3 separate regions of the Sus scrofa genome follow, and regions 1 and 2 are each linked to region 3. Evidence: chromatin contacts called from public Hi-C data. All regions are on one chromosome and are shown on one strand. Each heading gives the region's core, a stretch centred on a gene start, on an enhancer-like site or on the middle of the called end of the contact. The rest is flanking DNA. Distances are from core to core; before and after follow the strand shown.

Region 1 (2,771 bases), core at 121-2,620, 600 kb after region 3:
CTGGTTGCCGCTTAGGAGCTGGGGCGCGCAAAGTGACCTCAGGGAGCCGAGGCAGGTACCGCGGGCGCGTTCCTCGCCGGTCTCCAGGACCAAGCCAGCGAGCGCAGCTCAGAAGCAACCCGGCCGAGCGGTCCAGGGCTTGGGGAGGCGAGGAGGACCGTGCCCTCGGCGTCTGCGCCCCAGCCCCGCCAGACCTCGGGCGACCGGAGCCTCCCAGAGCCCGCGCATCGCGGCCGGGCCGTTGGCTCTTCCCGCACAGGATAGGAGCGGAGAGGGAGCGAGAAGAGGGATGCCCTGTCCCCGGCCTGGTCGCGGCGCGGCTGGGAACTGGCGCACTCCACCCAAGTTTACTTCCTGTGTTTGCACACCTAGTGGACAAGCGAGGGGTGTCCCGGACACGCAGCCTTCTCCCATCTCCGGGTGGGGGCGGGTTATTTCCCTCCCGCCGCAACGATGCTTTCTCCGCAAAGAAAAGATCCCCTCACGCCCAAGAACCGGCCATCAGCTTTCCCCGGGCAAGGGGCTTCCCAGCTGGGCTTGCCCTTTCTTAAAGTTTTCAGCTGGAAAAGCTCGCAGTGCTCCTTCTCCAAGTGCAGCGAGGACCGTCACTGCCGGGTGGCCTGTGAGGTCCTAGCGGGGGTCCCAGGGACGCCATGCCCGCGTCAGGTGTCCCGCCACGCCGGCTTCGTGGCACTTCTGCCAGAGACGTCCCCGGAAGGCCAAGGCAGCACCGATCTCAGAGGAGAGGCCGCTCGCTCCCCGCCGGCTGTCACCGCGCTCGGGCCAGCCCCTTCCCCGCCGTCCCCAGCGCAGAAGAGCCGGCGCCGAGGTGTTTTTGTGAGAGCGCAGGCACACCTCCGCTGCGAAACAGCAAACCCCGGTGTCCGACAGCTATAAGCCGGCGTCGACGGGCTGTCAGACAGCCGTGGGGACCGATCGGGACGGAGCCCGCGGCCGCCGGGCCCGCACTCTAAGCCCGGCCGCTCGAGCGGCCACCGCGGGCGGAGATGGCCCGGCCGGCGCGGGGCACCACGTGCTCGCCGGGAGGGGCGGGAGCGGCCGGCGAGGGCGGGCGGGAGGCGAGGAGGGGGCGGAGGGGAGCCGGGGGCGGGGCCAGCGCTCAAGGGGATGCCAATCAAAGCATCAACTTCAAATTGTGTCTGAAAGCCCCGCCGCCGAGCGGAGGGCGGCCGCCGCAGTCGGCGCGCGATCGCGGATCCGGGCGCAGCCGGGAGCCGGGCGCCAGCGAGCACCGGGCCGAGAAGCAGCCACCGGCCCCCGCCTCCGGGCCGGCCCGAGCGCGCCCGGCCGGCCGGCCGGCCGCCCCCTCCCCCCCGCCGCGCCCCCCCCCCCCCCGCCTCGGCCTCCCCCCACCCCCGCCCCTTTAAGAGTCGCCCGCCGCCGCCGCCGAGTCCGCGGACATGTCCTTCCCGCAGCTGGGCTACCCGCAGTACCTGAGCGCCGCGGGGCCCGGCGCCTACGGCGGCGAGCGCCCGGGGGTGCTGGCCGCGGCGGCCGCCGCCGCTGCCGCCGCCTCGTCGGGCCGGCCCGGGGCGGCGGAGCTGGGCGCGGGCGCGGGCGCGGCCGCCGTCACCTCGGTGCTGGGCATGTACGCGGCGGCCGGACCGTACGCGGGCGCGCCCAACTACAGCGCCTTCCTGCCCTACGCCGCCGACCTCAGCCTCTTCTCGCAGATGGTGAGTGCGCCCGGCCTGCTCGGCGGCGCCCGGGGCCGCGGTAGCCGGGGCGGCGCGGCGCGCGGAGGGGCCGGCGGGCGGGCGGGCGGGCGGAGCTGGCCCGGGCGGGGAGCCGCAGCGGCCCTGCCGGCGGGTCCGAGGCGGCGGGGGCCGCAGGAGCGGGGCGAGGCCGGCCGGGAACGGCCCCGCGATCGGCCGGGGCCGCGGGGAGGTGAGAGGCCTGGGCCACGCAGCGGGGGCGGCGCGCGGGGGGGGGGTCCTCCGAGAGAGGCCGGAGGCCACGGGAGCAGGCCCGGGGTGTGCGGCCCGCGCTGGGGGCCGGGGCCAAAGTCGCCCCTGGCTGGCAGCTCGGTGGCGGCGGCGGGGTCCGCGGCCCGGGTTCCAGCGCGGCGGCTCGGCCCGGTTTACCCGGACGCCCCTTCCCGGGCCGCGGGCCCACGCAGGAGCGCGCGACCTTTGGGGCTCTGGGACTGGGCCGGGGAGACTCGATTTTCTCCCTCTTTGGCAGAGGCTCTTGCAGTTGTATCCGAGTTTGCCAGAGGGAACCCTGTAGAGCCTCGCAGAGTCGGTCAAAATAAGCCGAACAATGGAGACGGGATGGGGCCGAGGGCTCTTAATGGCCTGAGTGCAAATGTGAAATTAAGCAAACAAACAAAAAAATAAGTGGAAATCATTTTTGGCGTCTGAAAGGATGTTGCCTTTGAGTTTGCTAAGTTGCCAAAGTTTTCATTTGCACCGAGAGAAAAGTACTTTTCTTCCTGCGTTACATAATGGAGGATTAGAGAGAACAGCGCCCTGGGCTTTAAAGAAATGCCGTCCTCTTAGCCTCCTGTCCCGGTGGGTGTCAGATGGGAGTGGGGTTTGCAGATTTAATGCTCCGCGGGGCCGCTGGCCAGTCTGTCGTTCCAGAGGATCCATTTTCCTAGGTCTGACTGCGAAGTCCGGCTTCAACTTTGGGCTGCTGGGAACCGCGCGCCGGTCGAGGAGGTCGGGCAGGCAGCCCCCTCCTGCCCTGCTGCCAGCGGGATCATGCAAATTTCAGGCACCCCCCGAGTCTCCCACTCCCCGAGGAAG
Region 2 (2,885 bases), core at 2-2,501, 630 kb before region 3:
CTTCTCCAGTCCCCAAAGCCCGGGATCCGGGACTCGCCCCTTGCCTCCAGAGTTCGGGGAAAGCGAGTTTGGCGCACCGAGGTTGGGGGCCTGGCGTGGCAGGGAGGCGTTTGTGATCCGCTCCCTCCCTTACCAGCGAGTAGAAGGCAGACGCCTCGGATCCGTAGGTCACGTAGTTGCTGTAGCCCTGCGAGCTGCCATAGGGGCTCCCGTAGACGCCCAGCGCCGCGGCTGAGTTGAGCTCGTGGCGCGCGGTGGCCAGCAGCCGGCTCTCGTAGACCGGGCAGTAGACGGGCGCCTGGGCCGAGGCAGCCGTCCCCGAGTCGGCCAGCGTGCGGGCCCCCGATTCGCAGCACGTGCTCAGGGAGTTGGTGGTCATCAAGAACTGCGGGAGAGAGAGGAGCCGCGAGGAAGGGCGGGAGCCGGGCCTCCGTCCGCCCGCGCGCCGCCGGGAGCGGGAGCGCGCACCCCAGGCCCCCGGAGCTACCGCCATCCACGGCGGGCCGCGCATTCCTTTCCGCGGCGAGCTTTTGCGCCTGGCCTCCCCTGGCCACGTGGGGCCCAGCCCGTCCTGGTCCGGAGTGGTCACACCCTCCCGGGAGGTTTCCAAGGCCGCGCAGGGAGCGCGTCCTCCTGTGCCACATCTCCCTTGGTCCCGCGGGGGCTCCCCGGGGCGTAGCCTCAGACAGAGCCCGTAGGGGGTGGAGGACAAACATAACGGGAAAGGTTGGCCCTGCCCGTCGGATTGCCTCAGCGCCTCTGCCCTCCCCGGGGTGGGGCGCGAGGGGTGCGTGGCACGGGGCCTGGGCGCTGGGAAGCGACTGCGGGCTGCTGGACGGCTTTCCAGCGGCCCCGCGGGGCCCTCTTACCTGGGGTGCGGAGGAGTAGGGGTACCCAAACTGCGGGTAGGACATGGCGGGCGCGGCCCGGGGCCGGCAGGCAGGGCCGGCGGGGTCCTGCGCGAGGGGCCCGGCGGGCCGCGGCCACTGCTCCGGGGCCACCGGCTTCTAGGCGCTGGGAGGGCGAAGCAGAAGAGCAGGTTATTTCGGCCGCCTGCTCCGCGAACTTTTCTAACTGAGTAGGAAAGTGAGGCTCGGCTTTAGCTTCGCGCGCCGGAGCTTGGAGGGGGCTCTGGGACCGCCCGGCCTCGAAGCAGGGACACAAATACATATTTTGCCAAAAAGAAAAGAAAAAGGAGACGCGCGAATCCGTCAAGTCAGCGGTGCGCGGCTTTAAGCGGCGGAGGCTCTGACGTCAGCCCCACGCCGCGCAGCCGGCCGGGCCGCAGACGCGTGGGTCACTCGGCCGCGGCCGCGGCCGGGCGGGGCGGGGACAGGCGGGCCGCGCCGCCCGGGGCGGAGGGCGCGCGGCTGGAACAAATGGATTTCATCCGGGGAGTCAATACCGCCCCGACGAACGGTGCTTCTCCTTCGTCACCGAGGACGGGAGGCACTTTTAATTAGAAATTAATTAATGAGCAGCTGCTCCTTCCCGCCCCACTGTAATCATTAGTCTCAATTACAAATGAGACGTATGAGGGGGACACGAGTGAGTCTTCGCTGCAGATGTGATCAACAGTTCAAATGAGCCCCGCGCGGGCGCCCGGGCCAGGCTTCCGCTCTCCGCGCGCCCCGCCAGCGGGAAGGCAGGCAGCTCCGCCGGCCGGCGCGGCGGCCGAAGGCGGCGCGGGCCCGGCTATTGTTTAACCGGAGCCGCAAGGCCTCCAGCCAGTTCGAGCCCTCCGCCGGCCATGGAGCGGCCGCCAGCGCGTCCGCATGTGGGGGTCAGAGCGCCCTGAGAGTGGGGGCCTGGGCCTTCCCCTGGGCCCAGCGCCCCAGGGCTCAGGGGAACCGCAGGCCTGGCCTCTCTCGGCCGCCGCGTCTGCGAGTTCCAGCCCGGCGCCCCGGCCCTCGCTGGGCTCCCCCATCCGCCTCCGCGGGCCGCCCTCCCTCGGCTCCCCCTGCCCCTCGCGGCTAAAGCGGGGACTGCCGGACAGGCCAGCGCGCTGGGACCGGCGGGCTTCCCGACTCCGCTCGGGGCCCCTCCCGCCGCGCGCCTCCTCCCGGCGACCTTCAGGGCTGGGAACCCGCGGAGGAGGCGCTGGGCCGGGACGCCCTTCCCAGCCCAGGGCGCGGGGAGCGGTCTGGGGAGCGGTCGAGGGCCCGCCCCAGCCCTCCGCAGCCAGTCCCGGCCCTGGGACCGTGCCCGAGGGCACAGCGGAGGCTGGCGCGCAGGCGGTAGGGCGGCGCCGGGGCCACCCCGAGCCCGCTCCCCGCCTTTTGCGCCGCCCGCCCTGCGGGGGCCCGGGCTCGCCCCGGCTGCTCTGGCCCGGCCGGGCCTCCCGCTCGCTCGGCGGCGGGGAGGGAGCCGTGCACGGCGGCGCTGTGCAGACTTGCTGGGAGAGAATCCTGGGTTCAGACCTGCGAATCGCCCCGGGGTCACCCTCTAATTAATGGTGACGTTCTCGCCCTCTCCCAGCTGCAAAGCTGCCTCCCAGAAACGAAATCTGCCGGCTCTGACAGCTCGGTTGAAGGTGATTGATGACTATCTGGAGACCACGGTACCATCATATAATATCTGCTGCGTAATTGCTTTAATTTACAGATGAAAATACGAGTTCTCCGATCGCGTTGGACCGCAGCCGGCCACGTCCGAGCTGCTTGCAAAGGAAAATCATCGGAAATAATGAATAGCCGCTCCATGCAAATTATTCAGACAGTTTAGCGTCTGTAGCCGGGAGAGATATATAAAGAACACGAGTCAAATGACGTTAATAATTGTTTTTGAATTCTGTATTGATTTCGTGGCGGCCGTGTTTCTTTCTTTCTCACCTGAATTGCTAATATCACCTTCCTGTAAATAATCAGAAACTAGCCACCGGGGCT
Region 3 (2,717 bases), core at 196-2,695:
GGCGTATTTTCCCCCAAACGCCTCTGAGCCTCGGGGTACAGCCCGACGCGAATACAGACGCACGCACAGGCCCACAGGTAGCTTCTTGATATCTAAATTTCTCCAGCCCTTCCAAGTGCTGCAGCCTCCCCCGGCCCCCCTTCCCCGCCCTTCTACGGTTAAAAAACCACCCCGGAGCCCCCGCTCCGCTATTCACCGCTCTAAAGCTCGGCAAATCCAATTTGCAACTCAGAAGCCAGTCACCGTTTCGAATTCTTCAAATACGCGGTAATTAGCATTTTAATTCAGCCTGTAACGTTTAAATTCCAGACTTTTACAGCCTTTGCCCGGGCCCCCGCTACTCCGTCGCTGCCCTGGAATTCAGCCGAGGGCGGGAGGTGGCCACAACCCCCCCGAAACGGCCTCCAAGGTGTAAAACGCGCTTTGCCACCACCCGGGCCGGGCCCAGCCGCAGAAGCCAAAGAGCGCGGGCCCACCCCGGGTCGGGGATGTGGGACCTGCTCTCGGTGCGCGGGGCACCGAGGCGGCACTTGCGGGCCATATGGCCTCCGACACGTTTTTCGAAAGCGCGGCCTGTGGGACAGATTAAGTCTGAGACCTGGCCCGACCAGGCCGGGCCCCGGGGCCGCCGCCCGATGCTCCCCTCCCTTCCCCAGCCTGGCGACCCCGAGCCCCGCAAGCGAATGCTAAACGCCCTGCCATCGCCCCGGAAGCCCCAGTGGCCCCGACCCTCGCGCGCTTCTCCCAGAGAACCCAGCCCCGGCCGCTGTGGACGCCTCGCCCGGCTTCGGCGCGAGAAAGGACAACCTAGCGCAGATCCCATCCCGACCCCAGCGGAGCCGCACTTCACAGGCTCCGGAGGAAAACGACCCCGGGAGCCCAGGGGAAGCAGCGCGGCGCGCTCGAGATCGTCTCCGGCCAGCCGCCCTGCCCCTCGCCCCGGCCTCTCGTCCCGCCAGCGGCGCGGCGGCTCCAGAGCCACCGCCCACGGCTCGTTCCCCGCGGCCCCGCTCGCCTCTGCCCGGCCCCGCTCCGCCCGCGCCACGATCGGGATCTTCCGCCTCCCAGCCCGCTCTCCCGCGCGCGGTTACCATGTAGGACGGGAAGCCGGCGGCGGCGGCGGCGGCGTCGGCCGAGTACTGCAGCGGGCTCCCGAAGCCCGTGGCCGCCTGCGCGGTGAAGGCCGCGGAGCCCGGGTAAGGGCTGAACGCCGAGCCCGACGCCGAGCGCGCCAGCTCCTCGCTGCGCGGCGCCGCCAGTGCCGAAGCGCCGTACGCCGGGCACGAGTAGAGCGCCAGCGAGCCGGGCGCCTGGTACAGGTAGCCCTGCGGGTAGGACATGGTGGGCGCGGGGCGCGGGGCCCGCGTCACGCCGAGCAGCGGGCAGGGCGCGCGGCGCCCTCCATCCACGCCCGGCCGGGGCGCGGCGCGGCGGCGGGCGCGGGGACCGCGGGCCGAGACTGGCCGGCCCGCGCACTAGCCCGGGCGGCCCGCGGGCCGGGGGAGCGGCGGGGCTGCGGCGGCGGCGGCGGCGGCGGCAGCGCGGAGCCGGTGGGCGCAGCCGCGCGCCAGGCCGGCGGTCGGGGTTTGGGGGAGTCTGGAGTCGGGAGTGAGGAGTTGAGGAAGGAGCGCTCGAGTTTCCGAGGGACATTGGAACGCGGAGCTGTCCGTCACGCGCTCATCTGCATATTCGGGTGCCCGCCCCCTCCCCTGCTCCGCCCGCTCCGCCCGCACCCGCCGCCCGGTCGCGGCCGGAGGAGGGGCGGGCGGGGAGCAGGAGGCGGGAGGCAGGGAGGGAGGGAGCGGGAGGCGGGAGCGACGCACAGGCTTTTGTGGCGCAGTCGCCTCTCGCGCAGCCCTAGCCCGCGGCCCGCGGCCCCGCAGCCCGGCCTGGCCGAGCGGTGCGCACCCCTCCCACTCGCGCGGACTCCCGGCCCCCGCCCCCGCCCCCCCGCCCCCACCTTCCGCGGCCAGCCCCCCGGCCCCCGTCGCGCGGGCCCTCTGCCCCTGATCCGCCCCAGTTCGGCCCGCAAGGACCAGGCAGAGGCCATCCGCTTCCACTTGGGGGACGAATGGCCCGTGCCCCCCTCTTCGCCGCGAGGAGGTCGGCCCAGGTGACTGCGCACGGGACACCAGTGTCCGGGCCGGGAGCCACGGCGAAGTGGAAGCGGTGTGGCACCGAGGCCCGTGTCCTCCTGGGGGGGGCGTGCGCGGCTCTCGCTTCCACCTTCCTCGGTCCGTCCAGCCCGCAGCACGGCGCAAGGCTCCCTGCGTGGCCGCGCGTTTGGTCGCCTGCCCCGCCGCCCGACATGTCCCCGCGGGACCCGGATCCGGGGTGCTTTCCTGGCGAACTGCCAGGAGGGCCCGGAGGTGAGCTTTTTGCCCCAAAGTCCTTGTGGAAACCCCGTCCGAGTGTTAGGGCTCTGCGCTCTAGAAAGTGTTCCAGCGTTCGCCTCCGTGCTTCAGCCGGCAAGACGCCGCCCCCAAAGGGTTTTTTGTTTTATTATGTTTTAATAAGTTGTCTCCTCTCTCGGATTTGTGTTGTAAAGCACTCGGGCGAATGATTGTCACCGGACAGACCGCTGAAACCTCGCCGTCACTCGGAAGGGACGAGAAAGCGACAGGCTGGTGGGACGGCCGGCGCAGTTGGCAGCACAGGTGGCTCAGGTAACATGCGACCTGGAGGTGCCTAGCAGGGCCAGGGGGCAAGATGCTTAG

What was found. Hi-C and Micro-C count contacts between places; a contact is called where the count stands out from the background.
Region 1: a Hi-C map of embryonic fibroblasts shows a contact between it and region 3, with 2.8 times the contacts expected there. The contact joins the promoter of IRX1 here to the promoter of IRX2 in region 3. A contact is called at or near these places in 10 of 47 Hi-C or Micro-C datasets (adipose tissue, alveolar macrophages, brain and 6 more).
Region 2: a Hi-C map of epiblast stem cells shows a contact between it and region 3, with 2.9 times the contacts expected there. The contact joins the promoter of IRX4 here to the promoter of IRX2 in region 3. A contact is called at or near these places in 3 of 47 Hi-C or Micro-C datasets (brain, embryonic fibroblasts and epiblast stem cells).

What each region holds. Positions count from the first base shown.
Region 1 is chr16:77,699,688-77,702,458 of Sscrofa11.1, reverse strand. It overlaps IRX1 (iroquois-class homeodomain protein IRX-1), which reads left to right and starts at 1,370. Exons shown (of 5, transcript XM_021076840.1): 1 at 1,370-1,697. The coding sequence starts at 1,422.
Region 2 is chr16:78,938,399-78,941,283 of Sscrofa11.1, reverse strand. It overlaps IRX4 (iroquois-class homeodomain protein IRX-4), which reads right to left and starts at 1,251. Exons shown (of 5, transcript XM_003134165.4): 1 at 870-1,251; 2 at 134-385. The coding sequence starts at 914.
Region 3 is chr16:78,304,597-78,307,313 of Sscrofa11.1, reverse strand. It overlaps IRX2 (iroquois-class homeodomain protein IRX-2), which reads right to left and starts at 1,445. Exons shown (of 5, transcript XM_021076829.1): 1 at 1,092-1,445. The coding sequence starts at 1,340. It overlaps C16H5orf38 (protein CEI), which reads left to right and starts at 1,568. Exons shown (of 5, transcript XM_013984941.2): 1 at 1,568-2,369; 2 at 2,549-2,666. The coding sequence starts at 2,072.